Linked DNA regions of Sus scrofa: region 2 is linked to region 1. The links are chromatin contacts, called in public HiChIP or PLAC-seq maps. All regions are on one chromosome and are shown on one strand. Each heading gives the region's core, a stretch centred on a gene start, on an enhancer-like site or on the middle of the called end of the contact. The rest is flanking DNA. Distances are from core to core; before and after follow the strand shown. Region 1 holds the start of NAT10 (RNA cytidine acetyltransferase). Region 2 has its middle 45 kb from the start of CAPRIN1.

What was found. HiChIP or PLAC-seq counts read pairs in DNA pulled down with a chosen protein or histone mark.
Region 2: an H3K27ac HiChIP or PLAC-seq map of alveolar macrophages shows a contact between it and region 1, with 8 times the contacts expected there. The contact joins the enhancer-like site here to the promoter of NAT10 in region 1. A contact is called at or near these places in 1 of 5 promoter capture datasets (liver), 30 of 47 Hi-C or Micro-C datasets (adipose tissue, alveolar macrophages, blood and 14 more) and 2 of 2 datasets of contacts at active chromatin or transcription factors (alveolar macrophages and skeletal muscle).

What each region holds. Positions count from the first base shown.
Region 1 is chr2:26,823,575-26,830,158 of Sscrofa11.1, forward strand. NAT10 (RNA cytidine acetyltransferase) reads right to left here and starts at 3,486. Exons shown (of 29, transcript XM_003122875.5): 1 at 3,289-3,486; 2 at 1,259-1,381; 3 at 775-866. The coding sequence starts at 1,366.
Region 2 is chr2:26,917,323-26,924,010 of Sscrofa11.1, forward strand. No RefSeq gene overlaps it. Among named protein-coding and RNA genes, the nearest start is that of CAPRIN1, 45 kb to the left of the region's middle. Within about 2 kb of position 1,924, at least 1 of the 83 cell types and tissues checked has an H3K27ac peak or open chromatin away from gene starts, as enhancers often do. A contact at or near this core is called in alveolar macrophages, where this site is marked.

The DNA.
Region 1 (6,584 bases), core at 2,236-4,735:
ACTTTAATACATTCCCTTTGTGCCTAAGTGTGTTTGTGTTGGAGGTCAGCTGTTTACTGTAAGAAGTCGTAAGTTCCATAGCTTCAAAAAATAAGACGAGCCAATGGTCAAAAACAGTAGTGATGGAGTTTCCATTGTAGCTCGGTGGTAATGAACCTGACTAGTATCCATGAGGATTCCGGTTTGATCCCTGGGCTCGCTCAGTGGGTTAAGGATCTAGCATTGCCATGAGCTGTGGTGTAGGTCAAAGATGCAGCTTGGATCTGGCATTGCTGTGGCTGTGGCATATAGCTATTCTGTGGCTATAGCTCTGATGTGACCCCTAGCCTGGGAACTCCCATGGGTACAGGCCTTAAAAAAAAAACAAAAGAAACAAAACAAAACAGTAGTGGACTAGTAAAGGATGAGCTCTGAAAAGAAGGAGAAAGAGGAAGAAAAACTGTTGCATCAGACATCAGGTGGCCAGTGACTTCCAAGAGCAATTGAAGGAACTTGCATGAAAAGGGCCTGATCAGTTGAGAAAACTAAGAAGAAAAATCACATGCAGGGAGCAAGGAATTGGGCCGGGAACTTAAAGAGCATGAAAAGGATTTGAAATTTATTGTCAGGAATGAAGAAAGGACATCAGCTCTATTATTTTCTCTACTGGAAGGGTCCACAGATAGCACCTTCACTGACGACCCCTGACAATCCATGTCGAGGAATGGTTTCCTAGCATTTAACTCCCGAGCAGGAATGGGATGTGGTACTGGACACGCAAAGGGCCAAGCTTACCTGCTAAACCCCAGCTCCTTCTTATAACACCACAGCACTGAAGGCCGCGCCCTCACAGTTGCTTTGGACAGCATGTGATGGAGTATGACCACCTGCCAAAGAAAAAAGCCACAGAATCTCAGGGCCAAAACGGACCTTCAGGACTGCCAGACCCAAGACTTCATTTGACAGGCGTGGAAAATAAACTGAGAGTCAGGCCAAGAGCACAGGTTGAGACTAGAAGGAAGGTCACAGACACTAACCCTTACACTCAGTCCACCAGCCCAGGTATCAAAAGCTGTTAACCTCTCTGTTAATAATTCCAAATATAGAGTATTTATCACTTCCAAGATAGAAAGGAATGTTCCCACTAGGCATTTCACTTAAAGAAAACCAGTCAAAGGGACCCTAATATCATTATTTGTGAAACCCCGGAGGGTCTGTAACATGCTGACTCTTTGGGACAGGACACAGAGTAAGTCAGGAAGCGTTTGCCAGGTCTTACCTGATCCTTTCCTCGATCTCCAACCACAACAAAGAGAGACCTTTGCCGCTCAGCTACCCCATTCTCAATGAGAATCCGGATCCGGTTATCCACTTTCTTCCGATGCATGGTGAAAAACTGTCACTATAGCAGAAAGAATGGAAACACAACGTGGCATGAACATTTTGCATCCAGGTTGTGGATAAGGAACATCAGCTGGCTGCCTCTTGTGGGGCTAGGGCCTACACGGCACACTTATAAGTATTATCTTATTTAACCCTCAAATAGATCCCTAGGGAATACATCGGCCTCATTTTTTAAATTGGGAAACTAAGTTTGGAAGGCAAAGAAAATGTTCCCTCGGCATGGGAAGTCAACAGGGAAGCTGTAATTTCCACCCGTTTGGAGGAGTTTTTTAAAAATCAGAAACAATATCCAAAAAAAATTAAAATGATTAAAATACATGAGAAATCTATGGGAACATATGAGAAAATAAGGTAAGTGTCCAAAATTATTTGTTCAAAATCTTTTTCAAAAATGATCTAAGGATATGGATATAGACGCTTTTATTAGAGGATAACATGGCAGGATATGCATGTACATAAAACACAGAGGAAATAAAAAAAAAAAGACTGGGAAAAAAACCACCAAACTGTAAAATAGTTATTTACAGATGGTGAGATCACAAGTGAGTCTTATTTTGGTTTGGTTTGGTTTGGGTTTTTTTGAGTTCTGGGGTTTTTTAAATTCACATGTATTATTAACAAAGTCAGGGAAAAGAAATCCCTGAATATTATAGATTACTATGATGGAGTATGTCCAATTGTTTCCTCAAGGGAGGGAAAACTAGACTGAAGCCTGTACAGATAAGATTTCAAAAATTACTTTGATTACATATGATAAAACAGTATGTTATTATCATAATAAATACATCAGAGAAACATTTGAAATCTCAATTGTCTCTACAATGTAAAAGTAATAATGACATGTTTAGAAACCTCAGTGCTTGCTGCATTTCATGAATAAAGCTCACTAACTGAACCTTAATCCTCCCTTAATTGGGCTTCTAACCTATGGATTTTAGCTGTTCTGTCTACTGTAAAACACTATGTCACAACCAATACTCCTATTTTACAAAGAAAGGACCAAGTATAAAATCTCAAGTAACTCAAGGAAAAGTGACAGAGGCAGGATTTATTCAGGTACCCTTGATTTCAGAACCTGAACTCTTTCCAGCTTACCAATCTGATTTGGCTTATCAGTTGTGTTGCTGGCCACACAAAGATCCCCGGTCAACAACTACTTATTGCTTCTCGATTTAGTTACAGCGGCAACCCCAGAAGTAGAACCTGATTTCAAAGAGCTTTCATTTTCCTTGGAGAAAATACTTAAGAGAAAGAAATGCGGGATAATCTGTCTAAAGATAGACAAAATTAGATGTAAAAATAACAGCTACAGACAGTGGTCTGATGAAAGTCTAGATTACTGTGGGCTAGGACAAGGAAGCCTTAACGGATGAGGGGGAAGATGACTTGTTTTTCACTCATTCATCTATTAGTCTAACACATATACACGGTGTCTATGTCCCAGGCACCATTCTAGGTGCACTGGCAAACAAAACCAAGTCCTGAATAAAGAATATAAAGAATAAGCATTGCGAAGTAGCTAAGGGTGTAGGAGGATCTAGAATCAAACTGCCTCAGTTCAATGCCCAGTGCTGCAATCGGGAAATGTGGGCAAGCTCTGTGGAAAGCAAAAGGCTGTCACCCACTCACTCACCCCGACATCCCCCCGCCCACCTCAGCTACAGTCCCTAGAGGGTGGAGATCAGCCACGCAACCTGTGAACGCGCTCGAGAAGCATTCCCGAGGGTGACCGCCTACTGAGGAAGAGGATCCTCTCATCTAGGAGAGTCCAGGTTGGGAGGCAGTCGGCGGGCTCCGGTATCAGCACGGATGCAGAGCGTTCATCCTGGAGCCGATCTCCTCCGGGCCCAGGAAGGACACGGACACCAATCCCGAAACCGACCCCCGCCATCCCGTGATGGATACCTGCGCCCCGACCTCAGCCAACTCCAACAAGCAGTGAGGCGGAAGCACGTGGGAACCCCTTCTGCGGTACCAGGAGCAGCCGGCCGTCCCCAGCGTATGCCTGACGGCCGACTGGTACAACTCAGGCGATGGTAGGCGGTGCGTGCGCCAGCGCATTGACGGCGCGGCCACAGCGAGCGAGGGGACCTCTTGCAACCCTGTCTCTGAGTGATGACGTCAGAAACCCAGGAGGCGGGGTTGCAGCAACTGCGGCTGTGCGGATTAGTCTCTACCCGCGAGAGCTGTGTTGCCGGGGTATTTTGTCATTGTCAGATACCCTGGTTACGTAGGACAGAATAAGCACAGACACGCCCGCACGCCCAGGTCTGTCACTGCTCTGGGCCGAGCTCAGGTGCCCAGATAGGTCTGGGGCAGCACACGGTATGTGGTCCAGGGTTTTCAGCAGTAGGTAGCGTGGTTCATGCGAAACGCTCCTGGATCGGTGCGTAATTTTGTCAGTTATTTAAATTAGCTTTCCATTTTAACGTAACTAGATGAGGAAACTCGATCTCCACACCTATCTCATTCATCTTACTTGACCCTCCTCATACTCGGTAATGACCTCATAGATCTGCCTGGGATTCCATAGGTTTTTCTACTCTCCTATTCGGCTGCTCTACTTTGTAGATCCCCTTAGGTCTATTACTGGGCTGTCAAATGCTGCCGCTGTTCTGAAAGCCGGCTCTGGAGCTCTGTTCTTCAGTTACCTCCCCTCCTCTCCCTCCTCCCCGACGAATTTGCTCAAGCAGCTGATTTAAAGGGCCACCTATACAGTTAGTGTTTTTGAACCACATCGCTGAACTTAAACGAATCCAACTGTTTGCTTGACATTTCTTGGATGCCTCAATCAGAATGAAGCTGAACTCATTCCTCTTCCCTCCTGAAACTCCCTCCTCAAATCGTTAATTCTGTACCTCCAAATCTAAGCAGCACCACCATTTTAGTCCAACACCCACCATTAAACTTTTGATTTAATGTCAAAGAAATGTCAGTATGTCAGAGACAAGGGATAAAGTGACCAAAACATTCCTGCCCTTCGTGAAACTTAATCTCGGTAAGTTTTAAGACAAAAAGCCATCCAGCAAGGAAAACTAGGGTGCTTCTTTAGAGGGGAAATGGAAGAATTCAGGTGGTGACACTGGTGCAAAGACCTGAATTTAAAAGAACGAATCTTAAGAACCTTTCAGGGAAGTCTTCCCACTCGTTAGGTTGAACACTTAGTGACTTGGCGATGGGAAGTCTCCACAAAGCAGCCAACATAGCCAGAGTACAGCAACCAAAGGAAAAACTGGGAAGTTAGGCCAGATAACAAAGGGCATGTGGGTGTCAGATCTGGAATTTAACTCTAGGTGTGACAGTAAACCACTGGAGTTTGAGTAATAGGAAAGTGACAAAATCTGATTTGCCCTCTTAAAAGGCTCTGGCTGGAGTTCCCATCATGGCTCAGCGGTAAGGAACCCAACTATTATCCATGAGGACGCAGGTTCCATCCCTGGCCTCGCTCAGTGGGTTGGAGATATGGCATTGCTGTGGCTGTGGTGTAGGCCAGCAGCGGCAGCTCCACTATGATCCCTGCCCTGGGAACCTCTATGTTCCAGAGATGCAGCCCTAAAAAGGGAAAGAAAAAAAAAAAAGCTCTGGCTGCTGTGCAAAGTATGTATTATACATACATACACACACTACAGGAGAGCACAAGCAGAAAGAAAACCATTATAAGCTACTGTAGTTAACCTGTTCTGATAGCAGTGGTGGTCACAAGTGCTAGCTGACTCAGAATATATTTTCAAGATAGAACCATGTAGATTTGCCTAATTAAGGACTACAGATACAGGGTATGAGAGAAAATCAAAAGATGATATCCAAAGTATTTGTCCTGAGCAACTGGATGTAGGTTCCTTGAGAGATGGAGTTGGAATGCTTATGCCATACCAATCAAGATGCTGAGTATAATCTGTTTCAGGAAGTTTAGGACTTAAGAGATATTTATAAGCAACTAAAATGCTGGCTGGAGTCAAAGTCGTGGGATTGGGTAAGATCACCTAGGGAAGAATGATAGTATTGTCTGCAACAATACTGAGCAGTAGCCACTTACATATAGTAAATACAAAGAATCCATTCACTACCACCCTCCACTGTACGTTGTAATAATTTTACATGGGCTACTGCAAAAGCCATTTCTTAGCCCGTCTATTTTGTTCTCAACACTGCACTGTTTTTTTTTTGTTTTTTTTTTTTTTTCGTCTTTTTGCTATTTCTTTGGGCCGCTCCCGCGGCATATGGAGATTCCCAGGCTATGGGTCGAATCGGAGCCACAGCCACTGGCCTATGCCAGAGCCATAGCAACTCGGGATCCGAGCCACGTCTGCAACCTATACCACAGCTCACGGCAACGCCGGATCGTTAACCCACTGAGCAAGGGCAGGGACCGAACCCACAACCTCATGGTTCCTTCCTAGTCGGATTCATTAACCACTGTGCCACGACGGGAACTCCTGCACTGAGTGTTCTTAAGTGGCAGTTTTATTAGGTGACCCGCTATTCTCTCCCTCCCAATCCCACCTTCTATACACACACCTTAAAAACCTTGAGTTTTCAACTGTTAAATGGAGATTAAAGTTAACATGTAATAGAACTCTAAAACTGTTCATAGTAGTTCTTATCTGTTGCTTCAGCCTATCTCTAGCTCTAATAAATCTATACTCTTTTCACTTGAGTGAAAAACTTAGTCACTGGATTGGATTTGGACACACAATTCTCTCTCCTTCTTTACCTAGTTAACTACTCCTCAGCCTCAAGTCTTGGTTTAATCTTCCCTTTCAAGTCTTTCCTGATCACTTTGACTAGGTCATAACCTATCATGGCCTTAATACCTATCATCAACCATGTTGCTCCATCATGGTATTTACTATATTTTAGTGTCATCACATCAGTATCTTTGATAAGACCATTCAATGGAAACAGGAACCATAGTGATTTTGCACCATTGATGGCAAGGCAAAGAGTACCCAAATTTGCTGAATAAAGATTTGGTCTGCTGACGTAACACAGCGGCTTCCTAATATGAAGAAGTCAGCACTTTAAGAACACAACACTAAAAACTGACTTTACTAAAAAACTGACTTTACTAAATCAGGTGGTCTTTCACTACTCACACTCAAAGAGCCAGTCTTCTGCACAGGACTGATTAGGCTTCAGAACAGCTGTTAAAGTAAAGGATTAAAATCCTGCTTGAGAAAAATGTAGTCGTCTAACAAGTA
Region 2 (6,688 bases), core at 674-3,173, 92 kb after region 1:
TGCCAAGAATCATGCAAACCCAGAGCTGCTGGGGCCATCTTTGCTGCCTTGTGGAAAAAGCCTGCTTGACAACGAAGTCAGCTTAGAGCAAAGTACAGCAAGAGGTGGAGAAAAAAATGGCGAAACTCAGTTTTCTACCCGAGTGGAACAGAGAAGTCATAGAGCTAGTGGTTAAATAGCTTGAGATTTGGAGTTCTTCAACCCTGAGTCTATTAGCCATGTATTTTTGGGAAAGTTATATTTCCAGGCTACAGCTTCATCATCAATAAAATGAGGATACTAATAGGACCTGCTTTCATAGGATTGTGACAATTAACTGTGATGAGTTTAGCAAAGTGCTGGGCAGAGCATAAACACACCGTGAGTGCCTGTTGTATACACTGAGGTGCACTTGGAACCTCTGCCCCATGGAGAGGCTCCCAACTGTGCTGGGATCTTGAAGGTCACAAGTGAGCTTCCAATCTTCCCTTGGATTAGAACTCCTTTAAGGAGTTCCCATCATGGGAACAGCGGAAACGAATCCCACTAGAAACCATGAGGTTGTGGGTTCAATCCCTGGCCTCACTCAGTGGATTAAGGATCTGGCATTGCCATGAGCTGTGGTATAGGTCAAGATGCGGCTCAGATCTAGTATTGAGGTGGCTCTGGCGTAGGCTGGCAGCTATAGCTCTGACTGGACCCCTAGCCTAGGAACCTCCGTATGCCACTAGAGGGCCCTAAAGAAAAAAAAAAGAACCCCTTTAACATACAGCAAAAGACCTTCTGTATCAGAAACCATCATTTTTTTAACTCAATGAATTTCATAGTTGTACAAGTTGTACAAAGTTGTACAAAGATCATCACAACCCAATTTTTATAGCATTTCCATCCCAGAGCCCCAGCCCATCCATCCATCCCCCAATCCGTCTCCTTTGGTAACCATAAGTTTTTCAAAGTCCCCTCTATATCAGAAGTCTTCTAATCAACACACTCTTATTTCTTATTTAAATATGTGAAGCCAAAAATAACTAATGCCTGACTTTAATTTCAAGAAAAGAAAAGAACAGCTGGTGAGTTTTATGTCATTCTTAGGCAATGTAAATCCTATGCCAGACAACTTTGAGCGAGGAAGAACCACGCTGACACTGCCACACCAAGAGAGTGGCACCATTGGAACCTGTCACATTTTGCTTATTCCCATGAAGGTGAATTCAAATGGTATGCGGTTGATTCTTAGAGGCTGGACAGATCTGAATTTCCATTCACCAAGACAAACTAGAGGTCAAAAGTATTCTTGTCTGACACAGAATACTTTTATCTGTTGTGCATGATATATTTACATCTCTTTTGGGGTCTTTTTAGGGCCACACCTGCGGCATATGGAAGTTCCCAGGTCAGGGGCTGAATTAGAACTGTAGTTGTCGGTCTGCACCACAGTCACAGCAATGCCAGATCTGAGCTGCGTCTTCGACCTACACCACAATTCACAGCAACACTGGATCCTTAAGCCACTGAGTGAGGCCAGGGATCAAACCTGAGTCCTCATGGGTGATAGTCAGATTTGTTTCCACTGAACCACGATGGGACTCCTACATGTACATCTTTTATGCATCTCTGTCAGTTCTAAAGTGACTACTTACTGTCTCAGTTCTTTACTGAAACTGTAGTCCAATTTTGCACCTGATGGATTAGTCTATGAATCTTGGAAGTTATCCTTGCATCTTTCTCTCTTGTGATAGAATACACAGAAATTTGTCATTAGTGACATTTGATACATTCATAATATTGTGCAACTATCATATCTAGTTCCTGAATACATTTTCTCTTAATTCTCGCTCTCTCTCTTTCTTAAACCAAATATTAGAACCAACTTCCTTGGTTACCTCAGTGTACAGACTTGGCTAAAGAGGGAACTAAAGGAATGATTAGAAGCCCTGCGTCCTGATCAGACTGGTTTGACAAGGCTGCAGAATCTGTTGTGACAGTCAGCAGAGGACATAGGCCCTGCTGCCTGGAAACCCTGTGTTAGCAAAGGGACTGGTCCCAGAAAGGATTAATTGCCTTTTATTAATTGGATAATTAGTATTATCTCTCCTGACATGACTCTGGAATAAGACAGCGGTCTATACCTGGTGAAATACATTGTTTTTGGATGCCTGGCAGTAATCACAGAACCATGATATTATCACTATTTACAAAAAATGGTCAATCTCATGAAGGGTTTCGTATGTCAGGCACCATGCTGCTAAGTGATCCCTTATCATCCCTGTAGAGGAGGCCCCCTCATGAGCCCCATCTTACCGATGAAAAAAATGCAGCCTCAGAGAAGTGAAACAATTTTCCCAAGAGCACACATCTAGTAAGCAGTAGAGCTAGAATTCAGTCTTTAGTCTCTTTGACATACTTCGCTCATGTGAATACAACCATTTCAATCCACAATACAAGGCCAAACACAAACAACATAAGAGAAATGCAGCCTGAGTCTCAAACGCAGGAAGCATCATCAAAACAGCAGCCTGAACAAGGAACATCCAGTCTACAGAATTGCGAGGTACCACGTCTAACAGACGTAATGACAGCTCTAGTCCCGTTTGTTCCATTCTTCACAAAAAGCTGAGTTAAGAAGCCACCTGAAAACCCGCTGTGGACCTCAGCCTTCCTCTGCAGAATTTGTTCAAGCCATTTCCCTTCTGGCTTTGGTTAGAACCTGGAGCCTTGGTTTTCACCTTCCTGGTACACTTTCCCTCCTCTGGGTGCCCTGGCCAAGCCCTTGATTCGGGCTCTCAATAATTCTGATGCTACCCATTTCCACAGGCAACTTGAGCTGGAGCCAGCATCCCTCCTGGAGATGCTCTTGACCTTGACCTTGTAGGAAGCGCAGGGGCCTGGCTCCCCACCTCTGCCCCAGGCTCTGCCACACAGAAGACATTCACCATCAGGACCGTGGAGGGGACACCCACTCATATTTGCATAGAGTTTTGCTGTTTACAGAACATTTGGAAAATATCCTTCGATGTTTACAAAAGAAGACAGAGCAGGTACTATTGTCTCTATTTTTAAAAATGTTTCAAACATACAAAAGAAATACAACAAATAACAGGGACATCCAGGAACACTGCTCAGTTTTGACACGTTTACACTGAGATAATAAGAAATGAAATGTTGCACATTATTGAATACCTTTCCATGCCATTTCTTCCCTGCTTCCCCAGAGAACTGTCTTTAAATTGTTTTGAATCATCCCAACCAGATTTTAAAATTATCTGAGACTATTACATGAATCTTCAAAGCCTATCATTACTTTATGTTCTTCAAACTTTTACATATCATACTATATGTATCCTTTTGCAACTTGCTTTTTCAAAGTTTTGTTTTTAAGGTTTATCTTTCTTGCAACATGTATCTAAGTTCATGCACTTCACCTGCTAGATAGTGTCTCCCTTTCTTTCCATATGCATAGACATATATTACTTATCTAACCTCCTACTGATAGAAATTTACATAACTTTTTTTTCTTTTTTCTTGTCTTTTTGCCTTTTCTAGGGCTGCTCTCACAGCATATGGAGCTTCCCGGGCTAGGGGTCGAATCAGAGCTGTAGCCACCAGCCTACACCAGAGCCACAGCAACGCATGATCCAAACCGCGTCTGTGACCTACACCACAGCTCACGGCAATGCCAGATCCTTAACCTACAGAGCAAGGCCAGGGATCGAACCTGCAACCTCATGGTTCCTAGTCAGATTGTTAACTACTGCACCACGACAGGAACCCCAACTTTTTTTTTTAATATATTTTTTTTATTTTCCCACTGTACAGCAAGGGGGTCAGGTTATCCTTACATGTATACATTACAATTACATTTTTCCCCCCAACTTTTTTTCTTTATACTGTTTCACAAGATACAGCAATGACCAGGGTTATACATCTATTTTTTTCTATAGCAAATTCATGGAAGCAGAATTGCTAGGTCATAGGGTATGAGCAGATCTACAATTTTATTTTTTAATTTATTATTGCTTTTTAGGGTCACACCTGTAGCATATGGAAGTTCCCGGGCTAGGGCCAAATCAGAGCAGCAGCTGCCGGCCTACACTACAGTCACAACAACTTGGGATCTGAGCTGAGTCTGTGACCTACATTGCATCTCATGGCAACACTGGATCCTTAACCCACTGAGTGAGATGAGGGATCGAACCTGCATGCTCATGGATACTAGTTGGGTTCATAACCCGCTGAGCCACAATGGGAATTATTTTTATTTTTGGCTGTGCCTGCAGCATGTGGAAATTCCTGGGCCAGGGATCAAATCTGAGCCACAGAATTAACCTGAAGCACAGCAGTGACAAGGCTGAGTCCTTAAGGATACTAAGGAATTCCATATCTACAATTTTATTTTATTCTTTTTTTTTTTTTTAATGGCCACACCTGTGGCATATGCAAGTTCCTGGGCCAGGGGGTCAAATTGGAGCTGCAGCTGAGGCCTATGCCACAGCCATGGCAACACTGGATCTTTAACCCACTTAGCAAGACCAGGGATGGAACCCTCATCCTCACAGAGACAACATCAGGTCCTTAACCTACAGAGCCACACAGGAACTCCAAATACTATTTATTTTATTTTATTTTATTTTATTTATTTTATTTTATTTTATTTTGTCTTTTTGCCTTTTCTAGGGCTACTCCCGTGGCATATGGAGGTTCCCAGGCTAGTGTCAAATCGGAACTGTAGCCACTGGCCTACGCCAGGAGCCACAGCAACGCAGGATCCGAGCCGCGTCTGCAACCTACACCACAGCTCACAGCAACGCCAGATCCTTAACCTACTGAGCAAGGCCAGGGATCAATCCACAACCTCATGGTTCCTAGTCAGATTCGTTAACCACTGCGCCACGACGGGAACTCCTCCAAGTACAATTTTAGAAGATACTGCCAATGGCTCTCTCAAGTGAGTTTGAGAACTCACATTTTCCTTCATCCTTGACAACTTCTGGCATTAGCAGATGTTTTGATTTTAATGAATCTGTTCACTAAAAAATAATTTTTCATTTTTTCATGGGTAGATTTTAAATTAATGATTCAATCCCTTTATTTTAAAGCTACTGAAGTTTTCTGTTTCCTCTTAATTTTATTTTTTATAATTTTTCTTCAATTTTAATGTAGTTTTCAAAAACCCTGCTCATTTCAGCTACATTTTAAACGTCTTGGCATAAAGTTGATTTATGACATTTTTTTTTTTTTTTTTTTTTTGCCATTTCTTGGGCTGCTCCCGTGGCATATGGAGGTTCCCAGGCTAGGGGTCTAATCGGAGCTGTAGCTGTCGGCCTACTCCAGAACCACAGCAACGCAGGATCCGAGCCACGTCTGCAACCTACACCACAGCTCACGGCGACGCAGGATCGTTAACCCACTGAGCAAGGCTGGGGATCGAACCGCAACCTCATGGTTCCTAGTCGGATTCCTTAACCACTGCACCACAACAGGAACTCCGATTTATGACATTTTCTTATTATTTTAAAATTTACTATAATTATGTACTTTTCATTCCTGATACAGTTTGTCTCCTCTTTCCTTTGAATAGATCTCAGTAGAGGGCTGTCTATTACATTAATCTTTTCAAAGAACAAGATTTTAGTGTTATTGATATTCTTTCTTTTTTCCTTATTTTCTATTTCATTAATTTCTGTGCCTATCTTTAGTCCCCCCCCCCTTTTGGTATATACTCTGTGGAATTGCTTTCAGTGCATTATGAATTGTCTTTTATTCTAATATATGTTACTTTGTCCTACATGTAATAATTTCTATAATAATTTATTATTTGATCAATGTATTTAGAAGTGTTTAGATTTTTCTAACTATGTTAGAGCACAGTATGATGAGGTGATTGGTTATGTTTTCACTAAAGTATTTTTAATTTCATTATTATTATTATTATTACTACTATTATTATTTTAGGGATACACATGGCATATAGAGGTTCCCAGGCTAGGAGTCCAATCGGAGCTGTAGTTGCCGGCCTACAACACAGCCACAGCAACGGGAGATCCGAGCCACGTCTGCAACTACACCACAGCTCATGGCAACGCCAGATCCTTAATCCACTGAGTGAGGCCAGGGATCAAACCCGCAACCTCATGATTCCTAGTTGGATTCATTTCTACTGCACGAGGGGAACTGCTAATTTCATTACATTTTAGGCAGATAATGTGGTTTAAATGACATAAATTATTTTGTATTTTTGCAACCTTCTATAACCCAATTTAGGATTAGTTTTTGTAAATGTTCCATGTGTGCTTGAAAAGCAGGTATAATATTGAATTATTGAGCACTGAGTTCTATATGCCATTTGGTTAAATTTGTTCACATTTATTTTCTTTTGTCTGCTTTATCTATTCTAAAAGTGGTATATTAAAATTTCCATTTTTGCTATAAATGTTTTCAGGGCATCTTCGTAGGTACACACAAGTTCCGAAATGCTTATAACTGCCTGGAAATTACTCATCATTCCATAGGTGACCCCCTCTTTCTAGTGATGCTTTAATATTTTTTCTTAAATTTCTCTGTCACATCAGATTTAGTTAGCTTTGTCTGAGATTTACATGGTTTTGGTTTATGTAGTTAGGTGGTTTTCATCCTTTTGAAATGGTATCTCTTGCCAACAGCGAAGAGAGTTTTAAAATCTATCTGAGGATCTCTGCTTTTCACCTGGTAA